Linked DNA regions of Mus musculus: all the other regions are linked to region 1. The links are chromatin contacts, called in public HiCAR-type and HiChIP or PLAC-seq maps. All regions are on one chromosome and are shown on one strand. The core of a region is the stretch at or near the end of the contact, and the rest is flanking DNA. Distances in the headings are between cores, read along the strand shown. Region 1 overlaps Slc1a3 (solute carrier family 1 (glial high affinity glutamate transporter), member 3). Region 2 has its middle 83 kb from the start of Ranbp3l. Region 3 overlaps Gm31340 (a long non-coding RNA gene). Region 4 has its middle 100 kb from the start of Ranbp3l.

What was found. HiCAR-type assays count read pairs that join an accessible place to other places. HiChIP or PLAC-seq counts read pairs in DNA pulled down with a chosen protein or histone mark.
Region 2: a contact with region 1 is called in a HiCAR-type map of astrocytes, with 6 times the contacts expected there. The contact joins two enhancer-like sites. A contact is called at or near these places in 1 of 15 datasets of contacts at CTCF or cohesin (the NIH/3T3 cell line) and 10 of 115 datasets of contacts at active chromatin or transcription factors (the NIH/3T3 cell line, astrocytes, cardiomyocytes and 7 more).
Region 3: a HiCAR-type map of astrocytes shows a contact between it and region 1, with 8 times the contacts expected there. The contact joins two enhancer-like sites. A contact is called at or near these places in 1 of 15 datasets of contacts at CTCF or cohesin (the NIH/3T3 cell line), 1 of 484 Hi-C or Micro-C datasets (forebrain), 2 of 115 datasets of contacts at active chromatin or transcription factors (astrocytes and epiblast stem cells) and 2 of 9 other capture datasets (adipose tissue and pancreatic islet).
Region 4: a contact with region 1 is called in an H3K4me3 HiChIP or PLAC-seq map of embryonic forebrain, with 4 times the contacts expected there. The contact joins two enhancer-like sites. A contact is called at or near these places in 1 of 15 datasets of contacts at CTCF or cohesin (the NIH/3T3 cell line), 5 of 115 datasets of contacts at active chromatin or transcription factors (the NIH/3T3 cell line, cardiomyocytes, embryonic forebrain and 2 more) and 1 of 9 other capture datasets (adipose tissue).

The regions. Positions count from the first base shown.
Region 1 is chr15:8,657,349-8,661,334 of GRCm38.p6, reverse strand. All of the region lies in intron 3 of Slc1a3 (solute carrier family 1 (glial high affinity glutamate transporter), member 3), which reads left to right. Among named protein-coding and RNA genes, the nearest start is that of Slc1a3, 51 kb to the left of the region's middle. Within about 2 kb of position 1,499, at least 102 of the 459 cell types and tissues checked have an H3K27ac peak or open chromatin away from gene starts, as enhancers often do. A contact at or near this core is called in astrocytes, embryonic forebrain, forebrain and 1 more, where this site is marked.
Region 2 is chr15:8,883,172-8,887,013 of GRCm38.p6, reverse strand. No RefSeq gene overlaps it. Among named protein-coding and RNA genes, the nearest start is that of Ranbp3l, 83 kb to the left of the region's middle. Within about 2 kb of position 2,228, at least 32 of the 459 cell types and tissues checked have an H3K27ac peak or open chromatin away from gene starts, as enhancers often do. A contact at or near this core is called in astrocytes, where this site is marked.
Region 3 is chr15:8,814,197-8,817,926 of GRCm38.p6, reverse strand. All of the region lies in intron 3 of Gm31340 (a long non-coding RNA gene), which reads right to left. Among named protein-coding and RNA genes, the nearest start is that of Gm31340, 110 kb to the right of the region's middle. Within about 2 kb of position 1,361, at least 50 of the 459 cell types and tissues checked have an H3K27ac peak or open chromatin away from gene starts, as enhancers often do. A contact at or near this core is called in astrocytes and forebrain, where this site is marked.
Region 4 is chr15:8,865,898-8,869,785 of GRCm38.p6, reverse strand. No RefSeq gene overlaps it. Among named protein-coding and RNA genes, the nearest start is that of Ranbp3l, 100 kb to the left of the region's middle. Within about 2 kb of position 2,180, at least 22 of the 459 cell types and tissues checked have an H3K27ac peak or open chromatin away from gene starts, as enhancers often do. A contact at or near this core is called in embryonic forebrain and neural stem cells, where this site is marked.

The DNA of each region.
Region 1 (3,986 bases), core at 250-2,749:
TGAAGATCTGGCTTTTCTAGCCACCAAATTTGATCCTAGAGTCCTCCTCTTCAGCTGCTTCTTTCCCCCACCTTATCTAAACGTCTGTCTCTCACCACTTACTCAGTAAGTGTCCTCTCATCCAGGTTTTGGAATCCGATGAACGAAAAAGGGAAGGACATATATCTGCTCCTAGGTATGGTGGAGGAGGAAGTTTATCATAGATATGTGGGACAGCATAGCCAGAGTGGACATGCCCCTGAACCATGTGGGGAGATTGGAAAGGGAAAGGAGAGAGGGGAATCAAATACAGCAACCAGGATGCCAAAGGTACAAAAAAGGACAGGCAACCAAATGGTCTGGATTATATAGGGAAGAGCCTTTAGGTGAAAGGCAGAAGAGTGGGGTATGCTAGCCACACCCTGGATCAGGTAGGGACTGAGGGATGCTGGGAGAACCTAGAGACCAGCTCCACCTGGTCTGGATTTTAAACTTAACTGGAAATAGATGAGCCAGGTTTATTCTGATTGGTTTTTTGTTTTTTTCTTAATGCATCTTTTAAAAATTCCTAATTTCACACTTGGGCTATGAACTTGAACGTCAGGCCCGTTTCGAATTGGTCCTGGTTCCAGAATCAAATCTTGGCATGACTTTGGACCCTAGAAGGTGTACACTGGATTGGGCCTGCACTTTTTCCTGCCACAGCTGTTCTTCTAGGGAGCTGGGTCAAGTTAAATTGGTTTTCAGCATCTATGCTGCTTTCAATTTCTATGGGGCTTTTATTCAAGTTCCTTTTCTTCTGTAAGGGACAGAAGCCTTGCGTGGGAAGAAAAGGCGCCCCTCCCCTTGAAGTCTGACATGTTCTGCACTGCATGGCAGACATCCTTTGGTTAACTTTGGACAAGTGAAGCCCAGTTGGAGAATCTGATCATGGCCATTCAGCATTCTGGCAGTTAGGAGACACAGTGTCTTGGTCATCTTCATAAGAAAGGCATGCAGGAAGGTCTATTCCATAGCAGGAAGCACAATCCAACTGTAAAGAGGGCTATTTTGGAAATTGCACACTACTCATCCAGTGGTTAGTTACTAGTTGTGATTTAGGAGAGGGGGGGAGACAGAGAAGGCCCTCAGTTGGAGCCCTTGGCCCTCAAAGAACTTCCTCTCATTAACCCAAAGCTATTGACCGGCTCCGCGGGCTCTTTCTATTAGTGAATTCGCCTACTTTCCCACTATTAGGGGCTCCTGCTGGTGCCACTGCATGCCTACCCTGCAGGGGAAGGCACATCTTCACACAAGACAGAGGATTATTTTCAAAGGCAGCTCTCCAGGTATGATCAAGAGTCTCTTCTCTGGTCACCCTACTGTCCCCTCTACCCAGCACACACTTGTCTTTTTTTTCCTGCTATTTTCCATGGCCCTGGCTTTTCTAAATCTTGGCAGGGAGACAGTGATCCCTTTGTGCTGGCCTGTTACAGTGAGGTAACCAAAGAAAGGGTCTTGGTCTGAGGCCGTCAGCTGTTACTAATCACTATTCCCCTGCCTGTCGCGGGTCCACTCGCCTCTCCCTTTGCTCTGCTTAGCACACATAAAGAAGATGAATTACTCTCCGGTTCCTCTTCAGAAAAGCATATTGTGTGGTGCATTCCAACACTGTGAGGAAGGATGCTAATGTGAAGGGTAAATGGGTATCTAAATCACCTCACAGGGGGTCTCGCACCCGCAGCTGGGAGCCTCTGAGAGGAGAATCTCAGAGTTGCCCCCTGAGACCATTTCCGGTGACCTTGCTAAGAGTGACAGGAAGTCCCTGGAGTAGGCTCCAGAGTAAACAGCATCCCCAGAATTACCAGGCTGGATTAGGACCAGAGCTGAGAGAGGGGAAGCGTGGGCTCTCAGGGATCTCACTGCCTGAATAGCTAAGAGAGGGCACTTCCAACCTAAAGTTAAGCCAACAGGCACTTTGGCTCTAATATAAGAGGTAGCAATGACGGGCCTCCATTTCCCATCCCTGCTTCTTTCTACGTAAGTTAAGAAATGAAACCAAACAATTCCACCATAGCTATAGTTGGAGAAAAAGCAAAAGGACTGTCTGCTTAGTCCTCGCAGTCTGAGGAGAAAAGTGATTTATTTGGCGTTTTCCTGCCACTAATAATATTGTCTGCTCTACTGCTTTTTCCATTGACCAATCTTTCAAAAAGACTTTCTCGTTTACTCTTCTGCACTTCATTTTTCTAGGGAACGCTAGAGCTCAAAGATGTGTTAACAAGTTTTAAGGAGCAAAATTTTTTTTAAAAAATCTATTTTCCCCCGACAAATTTTATGCCGTCACAATCAGCAAAGTATTATTTGCCAATTGCCTTCAAGTGTATAACCTTGCAGAGCTAAAAGACATTCCAGAATAACAAAGTGACAGGTTCTTCGATATGATCAGCCATCATTAGGAAGGAGATTTTGGCTAGCATGAAAATACTTGTAATTGGGCTGGCAGAGAAAGCTACAAAGTCTTTGTGGAGATGATTTAACTTTCTCGAATGGCTCAGAGCCCACAATCTCAAGAGGCTGAGAGAGAAGGGTTGTCATGACTGCAAGCCAGCTTGGGCTTCATGGTATGTTCTGGGTCAGCTATAGCTACATAGTGAGATCCTGTCCCAGAGAGAGAGGGGGGAGGGGAGGGAGAGGGAGAGGGGGAGGGAGAGGGAGAGGGAGAGGGGGAGGGAGAGGGAGAGGGAGAGGGAGAGAATACATTCTGGGGGAAATGACTTACTAAGAAAGAAAGCTTGGAGCAAGCATAGCGATGGGGATCCAAATTTGGATCCCCAGAATGCACTGTAACAATTGGCAGTGGGATCCATTCTCTGTTGGCCTTTGTTTACTCCTGGGCATGAGGCCTGTCCTGGAGTGGGATCTTATCTAGTTGGAACAGGCCTAGTGCATGCTGTCCTGGTCTCTGTGAATCTATATGTGCATTACTAGTCCCACGGTGACTGGAGGATCCTCTCTCACTGGGTCATCCAGCACCTCTGGGTCCTTCTGCTGTCTCTTTCCCATCAATCCCTGAACCCTGAGGGGGAGGGGGAGGGGGAGGGCTGAGGGCTGCAACAAAGACTTTTTTTTTTTTGGTTTTTCGAGACAGGGTTTCTCTGTATAGCTCTGGCTGTCCTGGCAACAAAGACTCTTAACTCCGAGCATTGTCTAGCGTATGAGTCTCTGTGTTGATTCACATCTACTGCAAGAGGAAGCTTCTATAATGAGGGTTGATCGAGGCACTGAGTTACGGTACAGCAGTGTGTTGTTAGGACTCATTGCTACTCTTATCAAGTAGGGTAATAGTAGTAGGTTTTCATCTGTGACCTATCCGTCCCCTCTCAGGTTCTCGCTTACTTTAGTGTTCTCAGGTATGGGTTCTATCTCATGGTGATCTGGGAGAAGTTAGAGAGAGGAAAAATATGACCAAAATATATAATATGGAAATTAAATTTTTAATAAAAAAACCTTACTATTATATATACTTGTAACCTAAGCACTGTGGGGGTGAGGATCAAAGAGAATCACTGGGCTTGCTGGCACCAGCGTACCCCCAAAACCTCACAAGCTCCAGGTTCCTTGAGAGACCCTGTCTCAGGGATTAAGGCAGAGAGCAAAAATGAGGACATCTGAATCCCTCCTTAGACTCCACACGCCTTCACTCCCCCCACACACACATGCATACATACACGGATGCAAAAATGCACACATACATGCATACATCACGCACAGAAGAAATGACCTTCTTTCCAGAAAACTGCATGGAGTGAAGCTTTTCTGAAGACCTTTCCCTTATCATAATGTCTATAAGATTTCTGTTCAGATGAATTGACCAGACGCTGGAAACCAACACCCTATTCCCTTGGCCTCTTCTCATGAAAGCAAGCTAGTACGTGGGTCCCTGGAAGAGACAAGAGTCACAGGCAGTGAAGGGAAGACCACAGTATATGGTTCCTTTTTAAAGCCCCTGCTGTCAGCTGAGTGGG
Region 2 (3,842 bases), core at 979-3,478, 220 kb before region 1:
GAGAATAAGAGAAAATATCAGTCTAGGAGAAGAAAAATGTAAGAGACTGACACAGTTGAAGGACCAGCATACTAAATGTTCAAAGAACTCTAAATGAAACAATAAATTGTGTAAATGTGAGCAAAGGTATGAATAAATTCTCTATCATCATATGTCATTAAGGAATTGCCAATTGGAACCACTGGACACACCCCTCTCAGATACACTGATGAGAATACAAATCCTGCCAGAAATGTGAGCAGAGGAACTTTTGGGCTTCACTAGCATGAATACAACATGGCACAGCCACCAGGTGTAATTTCCAAAATTCACCTGTAAGCCACACCTGCGCAGGAACCAGGTAACTTCCTGGAATGCTGGGAACTGTAGTTCTTGGGAAATAACAACGTCTCATAGGAAAGTACAATGGTCTACAAGTTTGGCCTTATAAGCCCCTGCTATGCATGGCTTGAGGCCGTTCCAGCTGGGAAATTCCAAGGAAATGATCCTGACCAAAGTCCATCTCTTGGTCAGTATTTAATATTAATATTTAATAAACACTTGTTATAAATTTGGCTCAAAATGGTGGAGTTGTTGTTTTGTTTTGTTTTGTTTTGTTTTGTTTTGTTTTCTGGTGAACTGCAGGATAAATGCTGGAAAGGTAGTTTTCTCATGAAGTTAAATATATTCTTACCAGACTACTCAGCAATCACTCCAATGTGAAACAAAAGAGTTTGAAAGTTACCTCCCCACCAAATTTTCACACAAGAATGTTGCTGCTTGCTCTCTTTATTGTTTCCAAAACTTGGAAGGCCCCACGATGTCTTTCAGTAGGTGAATAAATATTAATCTAGACAGTGGATTGTGCTGCTAACACAGGCCTGTAGTCTCAGCCACTCAGGAGTGTGAGGCAGGAGAATCTCCAATGCCTGCCTAGTGCAGTGTAATGAGACCCTGTAATGAGGCCCTGTCTCAAAACTAAAAGTCAAAAAGAGGGTTAGTAATACAGCTTAGTAGAAGAGCCTTTGACTTCCATGTAAGAGAGGTTCAATTCCCTATACATACTGGAGCGTATGTGAGTGCGCACACACACACACATGGATGCTGGGGGGAGGGAGAAATAGGAGGAGAAGAAGGGATAAATATAATTGCATATTCTGAAGTGCTGGAGGCCAATATGACAAGGTTGCACAATGAATGTGTGCTTCCAACTACATGACCTTTTGGAAAAGGCAAACTGTGGAGACAGTTAAGTGATGGGAGGTTGCCAAGTATGAGGCTGGAAAGAGGCAGAAACAGCCAGAGCACAGAGGGCCTTTCCTCCACAGAAACTAGTCTACATGGCATTATAATGTTGTTTACGTATAACTATACACTCAATATACAGCCATAGATAGTGCAAGGGGGATATTAAAGCTCATGTTCTGGACTTAGAAGCTAGATTGTAGCAACTGTAGCATCCCTGGAAAGGATAATGATAGTATTAGAGGTTGTGTGTGTAAGGACAGGAAGATGTGGCAAATCTCTGTACCTTTCACTTAACTTTTCTGTAAACCTACAACTGGACTGAAATGCTATTTTGTTAAAAACAACTACAAACCTGAAATAACATTCTTTTTCTTTTAATTTTTGATGATTCATTTGTCACACACTTATGCAGGGCGTTGTGATAATACCCCCAGTACACTCACTTATCCTTTGTCCACTCCCGCTTACAGCTATTTAGTACCAAAGGTTTCTTAAATGTGTTCATTCAAAAAAAGTTCTCAAGGTTCCACAAAGTTTTTCCATTTCCTTCCAGAAGGTGGCATGTGTGTACTATGCTCAAAAAGCCCTCCACTGATTTTGTGAAGTAGAGGGGGCGAGGGGGTGGGGGGGGGGGAAGTGGGGGGAAAAAAGAAAGAAAGGAAGAAAGAAAAACTTTCGCAGATAGTAAAACAACTTATAAACCTGTTCGGAGTAATTTCAGCAGCTGGAGTGAAATGGGAGCCTGCCGCAGACAGGGCTTTCCGTGGCAGGGCGAGCTTCTATAGACATACATACCTGCGAACACGGGGACCCATAACTTAATTTACAAGTGCCTCAACGCTGAGAGACTACTTGCGGAGTTGACGCTCTGGAATTTGTTACGGTCACTAGAAGCTGCATGGCATAAAAAAAAGGTCACAAGCTGTGGCTGGAATGGTGGACAGGAACAGAGTCCTCAGACTACAGAACTCAGCCAACTTAGCCTTGGATTTGCAGGGCTCTGCTCCGAGAGCTGTTTGAACTTGAGAGAGGAATCCTCTAATTAAAAGGCAATTACACAGAACGTCTGCCTAGTAATCCCCTCCGAGCGTGTTAAACCCACAGATTTCTGGGCTTTAGAGACCCTGAGGTCAAGAACATCTTTGGGACTGGTGAGTCTACATTTAAGAAGCATCCTGGAATGGAAAATTTCTCAGGTGTCTACGTACATCAGACTGCTAATGAAGGCGACGCCATGGACAAACCTTGAAAACAGGATTCCAAGCAGACACAAGAGGACGGCTGGGACTTCTGAGTCTCAGGGTACCATTAGATCAGGATGCCTGGTTTCTGGATTTTCTATGAAAAAAAAAAAAAAAACAATTACAATTCGTAATGGTTAAGACTGTATCCAGAGTGTCAAGGTTAATTATCAGAAAATATCAAATGCCAATTTCTTACAGCCCCTGCTTTTGGCGCAGTATCATGGTGTCCCGGGGCAGAAAGAACAGAAAACAGCACACCCTCTTTGCTCCTTCAGTCTTCCCTGTCTTCTTGTTACCTTGTGCAAAAGAACCCGACCAGAACAATACCCCTAAGAAACAGTTGGAGGTCAGTGAACTTTGGTTGCCCATTTGCTCACTCATTCAGTAGTAATCAATAATCATGGGGTACTTTCCAGACTGATTTCTAGGCCCAAAAGAATGAGTTATGAAGAACACAGTCATGGCAGTCAAGTCAACAATAAGGAAATAAGCAGACGCATTCAAGAGTAAGACGGTATCTGTCTGTGTGCTGGGCTTAAAGAAAACCAAGGTTGATTGACATGTAACCAAGAAGGAGAATGTTGTTTGAGCTAGCCTCACCAGGGTCAACTGCATGGGGGCAGTCACACTGACAGAGGTGCTAGAGACAGCGCATCATCTCAGACATTTCCAGGACAGCCTTGGGGAAGGGGATGTGTATTCTTCAGGGACAGCTCCAGCACTGAATGATAAACACTGGAAGAGGCAGGTTGAGTTGAGCTCAGCTTAGGGAAGGACTCCCTAGCCTAGCAGAGAGGGGATTCATACCCAACTGTGGCTCACCATGTCCTCGTTTCATTGTCTGTAGCACTTCGTTTAGGCCTCACGGTCGCAATGGATGGTAAGAGGAGTGATGCCCATAGAGTGGAGAGGTTTGTCTGCTCCCAATCTAGCTGTCTGATCAAGTGAATAGTCACTTAATAGAAAGTCACTTGAAGGAAACTTTCATTGAATGCTAGGGAAAGCCGGACATCTCTTCAACCCTTACCTCAGTTGAGTAATTTAAGCTCAGCAAATGGGTGACTCTGCATACTTTAGTGGTTGGCTGTGCTGGGTGTATGTATAGACTCCAGAACTGCAGGCTCTTCTAGTCATACGTTGGCTCAGTATAAAGCACACGGAGGTGACCAATTTACGTTTCCTGAAATAAAATAGCTCCCTGGCTCAGAGGGAAATGAATGAGTTAGAGACCCTTAATCTTGTGATCTCCAAACACTGCCAGGAGCCCTAATTAAATCACAGAAAACACTGAAAAAGCAAATAAGACATACTCCAGATTCCAGCCAGGTAATGGAAAATTACAAAAACTCTTGAATACCAATAGGCGTGTTT
Region 3 (3,730 bases), core at 112-2,611, 160 kb before region 1:
GTAGGGAATGGAGAAATGACAGACACAGTAATGTAAAGCTGCAATCTGGTGGGCGGGCCATGCAGAGAATGGAGAGACTCCAGCAGCAGCCTACAAGAGCAGGCTACCTCATCTCCATAGGGAGTCCCTGTAGTCTCGGGCTGCAGTCAACTGGGACGAGGACGCTTTGATTGCTACGTTCTACACCTACGAGATTTAGCTAAATGTCAACCATCTGTCATCATCTATATTCAGATCAGGGGAAGGCCTTGCCATTCCCATGAGTCCAGGGCAGTGTTTTACTTGTCATAGCTGTGCTCACGTCAACTATACACATTCACTAGGGACTTTGTCACCTCCACACAGCTGCGGGCATGTGGTAGCTATGTAATTAACTGAATTTAAATGAGGTCTAAAATACCTGTTGAATAGAAAAGAGTTGAACAAATTGCTTGAAGTAAGGTCTAAGTAGATACAGCCAGCAACCTGGCTTCCATAGTGACTTTTAACTTGGAGTCTTTCATTCTCCCTTTTGATGCAAAAATTCCCAGTCTGAGAGAACGGGGTCATGAATAAAATAATAATAATAAGGCACCAGTAGAGTCCTGATCAACAGCGCTGCCTGGACGTAGCTCTCTCATTCCTTGAAAGGGCTGTCCCGGGCTCAGACTCTCTCCTTCCTTGAGTCATTTCATCAGGACTGCCAGGGAGTCTAGGGAATTTATGTGTCTCCGTGGCTCAGGTCGAGCTCTGGGGCAGGCCTTCTCACTGCTCACAGCAGCCTATGCACATCTCTCAGCAGTGTCCTGCAGAGCATTGCAAATCACCTTATGTCTTTAGGAAGAAAAGAAGAAAATCTGGCTCCCTGGAGTTGCCCCAGCTCACTTTCTTGGAAAGTGGAAACTTCTTGGAATTCACTACTTCTTTTGATGTTTACCAATACATCACTACTCAGTGTTCGTGCCAAAATCATGTCTCTGTTAGGGTGATATATCGCCTACCTAAAACATATTCCAAGCAACTTCTCACTGCTTGTAAGGGCCGAAAGATTGTGATCAGCATAGATGGCAAAATCCCAGGCAGCAAGGCCCCAGGCCTCCTCTGGACATCTTACTCACCAACACAGGGCTGCCTTTGAGGAGCTCAGTATGTCAGGGAATGAGTCCAGGAAGGTGTGTGACTTTGGAATAATTAGAGGCTGGTTAAGTAAGTTAGGAAAGCTTGGAATTCACAACTACAGCCAATTCTAGACAAGGTGATGAAGTTGCAAAGTTTTGTATTTGGCTGCTCTCCAAACTGTCCTGAGAATCTCTCTCACCCTCTCCCTCGTCTCCTACTCCCCTTCCCCCTTGTGGCTCTGAGACTCTCTGTCTTGGCTTCTCACCCCTTGGGGAAACTCCTCTGAGGTTCTTTTTTCTCCCACGGAACCTTCATTCCTTTCCCACTGGTCTCTGCTGGCTGAGACTGGCCAGTTAATGGGGTGAGGCAATTAAAAATGGGAGTCCTTCAGTCTAGTAAAAACATGAGATTTGAAGGACTTAAGATGGTATAACTGTACATGATTATCTTTTAGGAGAAAAGCCTTCTATTTCACCATATTCTAAAATATGTCTGTGATCCCACATAAAGTTAAAGAAACTGTGACAAGGCTTCCTGTTAACCACAGTGTGATGGAGAAATGGATATAATAAAGAGGGTTTTGGTTCAGAGCTAAGTGAGGGAGGAAAGGCTATGTGGGCAGGAAACAAGGTGTCACACTCGTGTTGCCTTGGAGACCACATCCACCAGCCCCTTGCTCAGGACCACCAGCAGTTCATCTTCTCAGGGCAAGTGGTTTGCTTAGAACACAATAGCTTCCCACTTACAAATCACAGGCAGTGTCTGAAAATTCCAAGGTATTTATCAGGCTTAGGATGCCACCCAGTTTTGTCATAATCAAGAAAAATCTAGGCTGGGTAGCAGAAGGTGTGGGCCAGGGCTGGGGAGGCCGAGTTTGAATCCCAGTTTTACCACTAAGCTGAAGAGCCAGCTCCTGAGAACTGCTTATCATCTCTGGTCCTCAGATCCCTCATCCTCAAAATATCCCAGGCAGCCGTCTCCAGTCCTGAAACCCTAAAGAAGCTGCCAAGTGTCTACTTCAAGTAAAATTTCTATACTTTTTATTATTAAAAGACCGTTTTAATAATAAAAAGTTTCCATATTTGAAAGGAAACATTATCCGGCCAAACACTAAGTTGTTTTCTTCCTCCGTAATATGTTAACATCTTGTCCCGAGGAGCAAAGCCTTCTCTTGAAAGCCTCAGAACAGTTTGTGGCGATTGCAGTCCTTGTCTCAGAAAGATTAATTGGAAATGAAATCTAAGGAAGAGAATTCAAAGCCCATTTCTATGCTTCCTGCTTTGTAGATCTTCTAACATGTAAATGGACCGTTACAAAGAGGATTAGCTATTAGAATGGTCTGCGTGCAGTCCATCGTTCAGCTCCCAGTTCATTCCTTGCCAGAGAGTCCCAGCTGAGCCGCATCTTAATGGCCTCCTTTCATCCTTCAGGGGGATGAACTGCATACTAACTCCAAGACCTGTGTTTTCCAACTTCAATTTGACCACAACTTTAACAAACTGTAGACTCTCCCCCAACTCTCCAATGGTGCTTAAAATATGAAACAACAAAACAAAACTACTGGTAATAATTGTGAGGAGCTCTTTTCTCCCAATATTGCTTTTGATCTTTGTGTTTTATCACAAGTAGAAAATCTAAGACAATGAATGGATAGAGAGAGGGGGAACTTATAGGAACAGAAATGATTCAGAGACAGCTGCATCAGCAAAAGCCCACACCATCATGGGTGACAGACAACTTATGAAAGCTGGAGCTCACTGCATGAACTGTGGGCAACTCAACAGACAGGAAACTCTTTCAGGCATCTCAGGTAGCCTGAGCCTCTTCTGGGAAGTTGTGCTGGTGGTCTAAGAGCATCTCTCAACAGCCACTATAGGTTATATATGCTTGGGAAGGTAGGGATCTAGTATATCTGGTCGGTTTCAGAGACTTCCTGAACTACTGAAGTTGCTTATTTCCTGTGCTTAATGAGCTTCCCTGAAGGATGGAATGTTTCACCCCCTTAAAACATTGGCTCTCAACCTGTGGGTTGTGACCCCCTTTGACACACCTCTAACTCCAAAAATATTTACATTACAATTCTTTTGTTTTGGTTTTTTGAGACAGGGTTTCTCTGTGTAGCTCTGGCTGTCCTGGAACTCACTCTGTAGACCAGGCTGGCCTCGAGCTCAGAAATCTGCCTACCTCTACCTCCCAAGTACTGGGATTAAAGGCATGCGCCACCACTGCCCGTCTTACATTACAATTCTTTTTTTTTTTTTTTTTTTTTTTTTTTTTATTTATTATATGGAAGTACATTGTAGCTATCTTCAGACACTCCAGAAGAGGGCGTCAGATCTCGTTACGGATGGTTGTGAGCCACCATGTGGTTGCTGGGATTTGAACTCTGGACTTTCGGAAGAGCAGTCGGGTGCTCTTACCCACTGAGCCATCTCACCAGCCCTACATTACAATTCTTAACAGTAGCAAAATTATAGTTATTGAAGTAGCAACAAAAGTAATTTTATGGTTAGAGGTCACCACAACTTGAGGAACTATTTTAAAGAGTCACAACATTAGAAAGGTTGAAAACCACTGTCTTAAGACATCTTATTATGTCATCTCCCTTTTAACATCCTACATCTTTTTTTTT
Region 4 (3,888 bases), core at 931-3,430, 210 kb before region 1:
TTATTTGTTGATTATAAAAATGTTTCTCATTTAAAGAGAACTTTTAAGATTCCATGCAATCAGAAGTAGACGTGGTGAAGTAGAATCAGAAGTCTGCAATCTCAGAACTTGAAGGGAAGAGGAGAGAGAATCAGGACGTCAAAGTTGTTCTGACTAGGTAGTGCATTCAAGCCTATAGAAAACCCTGTCTCAAAGCTCATTGTTTAGTGTAATCAAACACTGGTCTCCCTCTCTTCTTTTTTACTTGTTTATCTTACTTGGAAAGGATTTCCTTTATGTAAATGATACTAACGATTGCCACTTCTCCTAACCTTCTTCCCTACCTATGGGTCCTATGAGTTAAAAATGTCTGTAAACAATATTTTAGAAAAATTCAAAGGACAAAAACTTGACTCCATTGTGTACAGAGCACTACGTCAAAACCATGGAAATGAAGTGATGTGCAGACACACCCTGCTGTGGCCCCAGTCTCTCTCTTCATTTTCCCGTTGATCGCCACACACTTCACATTTTGCCTATAGTCTATATTCTTTTTAAGCCAGATCTACAATACCTGCACCTAGAATGAGCATACACAGACTTTTTGTTTCTCATCATTACCTCCTAAGCAGTAGAGTACACCAACAATTTATCATCAGCATTGCAGATAATGCAAAAATGATCTGATGTGCACAGGAGGGTGCTCACAGGAGAGCCAGTGCATAACAGTTTTGATGATTTGGGGAAAGAACAGATGATGTTAAGAAAAGACTTAAAAGAAAGAGTTTATTAGGATTGCCTTTTCAAATCAGTAAAAATGATAGAAAACTCAATAATCATTGTTAGGATAAATGTTTTGAATACACACAGTAGCAGTTCTTATACTACACAAGACTTTAAATACAACAGTTTCTAAAGAAGGAGAAAAAAAAATAAATGATAGGGCTAGAGAGATGGCTCAGCAATTAAGAGCACTGACTGCTCTTCTGAAGGTCCTGAGTTCAAATCCCAGCAACCACATGGTGGCTCACGACCATCCATAATGAGATCTGATGCCCTCTTCTGGTGTGTCTGAAGAAAGCTACAGTGTACTTAGGTATAATAAGAAATAAATCTTTAGGCCAGAGCAAGTGGGGCCCGACCAGAGTGAACAGAGGTCCTGAATTCAAATCCCCAGCAACTACATACGGCTCACAACCATCAGTACAGCTACAGTATACTCATATATAAAATAAATAAATAAATCTTTTTAAAAAATAAATGATAACTGCTTCAGAGTAATAGGAGGCAGTATAGCTGTCCCCTTGTATCCATAAAAGATTGGTTCTGAGTCTTCGTCTTACACACCCAAATCCACAGATGCTTAAGACCCTTATAGAAAGTGGCATGATAATTATATCTGTGTGTAGGACCATTTAATACCTACTGTGAGATATACAAGTGTGAAAACAGTCTGTGGTGTTTAAAGGTGAGACCTGAGGGAAGTGATGAGGATTAGATGGAGTGATGAGGGTGAAGCCCCCACTCTGAGTACTGATGGACTTATAAGACTAAGAAGAGGACCAGAGACCTTTCGATACACACATGCTAACTGCTTTTTGCCATGCAGTGACCTGAACCACGCCAGGACTCTGACAGCAAGAAAGCAACCACCCCTTGCCCTTCAACCAGAACCAGATGGAAACAAACCTCTTTTCTTCATAACATTACCCTGCATCATATGTTTCACCACAGTAGTAAGTAGACTGGCTGTAGCAGCTTGCAACAATGCAGGTTCCAGATAACAAACAGGTATAGTTCTCCCATCTCATCAAAAGACAAAGGGGCCAAATTGGGTTTGTTCCTCCACATCACATCACATCACATCACATCACATCACATCACATCACATCACACACACACACACACACAGAGAGAGAGAGAGAGAGAGAGAGAGAGAGAGAGAGAGAGTTTGTCAGTTAAAGGAGTGTGAAGAATGGAAATGCATGAGACAAGGAAACAGGAGGCTAAAGCTGAAGACGTTGGCATGCCAACAAAGGCTGGAGAACATTACTAAGACAAGAGATGGGAGCTGGAGAGTCCCCAAGCACGGAGGCTGGGGAAATGAAGGGACAAACTCAGAAAAGAATGTTATTTAAACTGTGTGCCCATCTGGGGAGCAGAACAATGGGCTGAACAAGAAGGGGGAGCCTGGGAGCGGGAGTCGAGAGGGACTCTTTCTAAACAAGAGTAAAATGGTATTAGGGCTTCAATAGCAGCGGCCCATGTGCCAAGTCTGTTTGTCCTTCACATGAAATCACTGGTGTTCCAGAATTGTATGACAAAGAACCTGCAATTTCCATGAGGCAGAAAGAAGGCACGGAGAGGCATCAAACAGTGCTGGAAGCTGGGACAGGGGGCAGCCCTGACCAGAGATGACAGAGATGAAGTTAACAGTTCCTGACTGGGGGCAGGGAAGGGCCTGAGCTGCCAAGCTCTGTGTCTGGGAGATCTGTTTACATTTTTCATGCCCAGACTTTGAGGGGACCTTTTGGCAATGTTTCCTGGGGGCCCGGGCCTCACTCTTGGTGTCTCAGCTAAGGCTGGGCAAACAGTTCAGTCTGACAGTCTGTGGGCTATGGGGTTGTGAACTCTCTGGGTTATCTTTAAACCTAAGTTCCTTTAGTGGCTGTATTTGCTGAGGAAAACTTACAATGGCTGGATTCAGGAAGAATAAACTCAACTCGTTCTGGAAGTGACACTGCAAAAATTAGGATAATGAAAATTTATAGGAATGATCCTTAGAGGAAATGTGGTATTTGCTCAGAAGAAGTACAGTCATTTTTGAGGCAGCTGTTAGCATATACTCTCATGTACAAGAACTTAGGGACCATCTTGTAAAAGGAGGTGGTGAGATGCTACCCTCTGTATGTAGCCCACCTCCCATGCCCTAACTCACCAGGCATTGTGGTACACACCTAACATTCTAGAATGAGAGAGGCTAAGGCAGGAGGATCTGGCTGAGTTATATCATGAGACCCTGTATCACAAGACAAAACCAAAGAAAGTAAAACAAAATGTTGGATGGCAGTCCACTTTTTTCCCCCTGAAGACTGAAGCAGAAATGAAGTGAGGAAGGGGAGGGAGGGATACAAGAATCAGAGACATCTCTAATGGTACCTGAAGTCCACAGCAATGCATATCTCAGACATCTGAGCAGGTAGGGCCTCGTACTAAACCAATCATCAGCCAGCCAGTGAAACCCAACTAGTAAGGAATTACTAATATCTTGTTTTATGCTGAATACGAATAAAGACAGATCAAATCTATGAGCACAGATTGGCTTTTCAGGGCTTTCCAAGCTAATCTTGACACCACACTGAAGTCCAAAAGGAGTTTGCAGCACATATCTGTGATTCTGATTAAAACACAGAACACAGACCGGGGAGCCTGAGCCAAAAGTAAGGAGAGTCTGTGAAGGCTGGAGGTTGACAGCAAAGAGGTGTGAGCTGGTGGTGAAGAAGACAATGGCTTTAGGAGGTATCAGGCAGAGACAAAAAGCAGAGACCAGTACCAAGAGCATGAAGCATACTGGTCCTGCTGACGTGTGACTGGGAAATTCCTTGACCTGATATGAAGAGAGAAGAGAAAGGCACTTTAGGCCACAATGGTATCCCTAATGGAAAGCAGGAGGAGCCCTTATCTCAGGGAAGGTGACCACATGCAAGACCAGGTGGGTTGTCTAAGCAGGATTGAAGGGGAGAGCCTTTATGTGACTCATGACTCTGAATGACCCCAGACAGCAAGTCACCTCACACTCCAAATGTCTCTTCAGTGTAGAGATGTGTTTCTTCAACAAAAGTGTATGTTACCTTAATGTGAAGGTCAGGAGAAATAATTTATAGCCAAAGAAGAACTTCTCACAGGGCT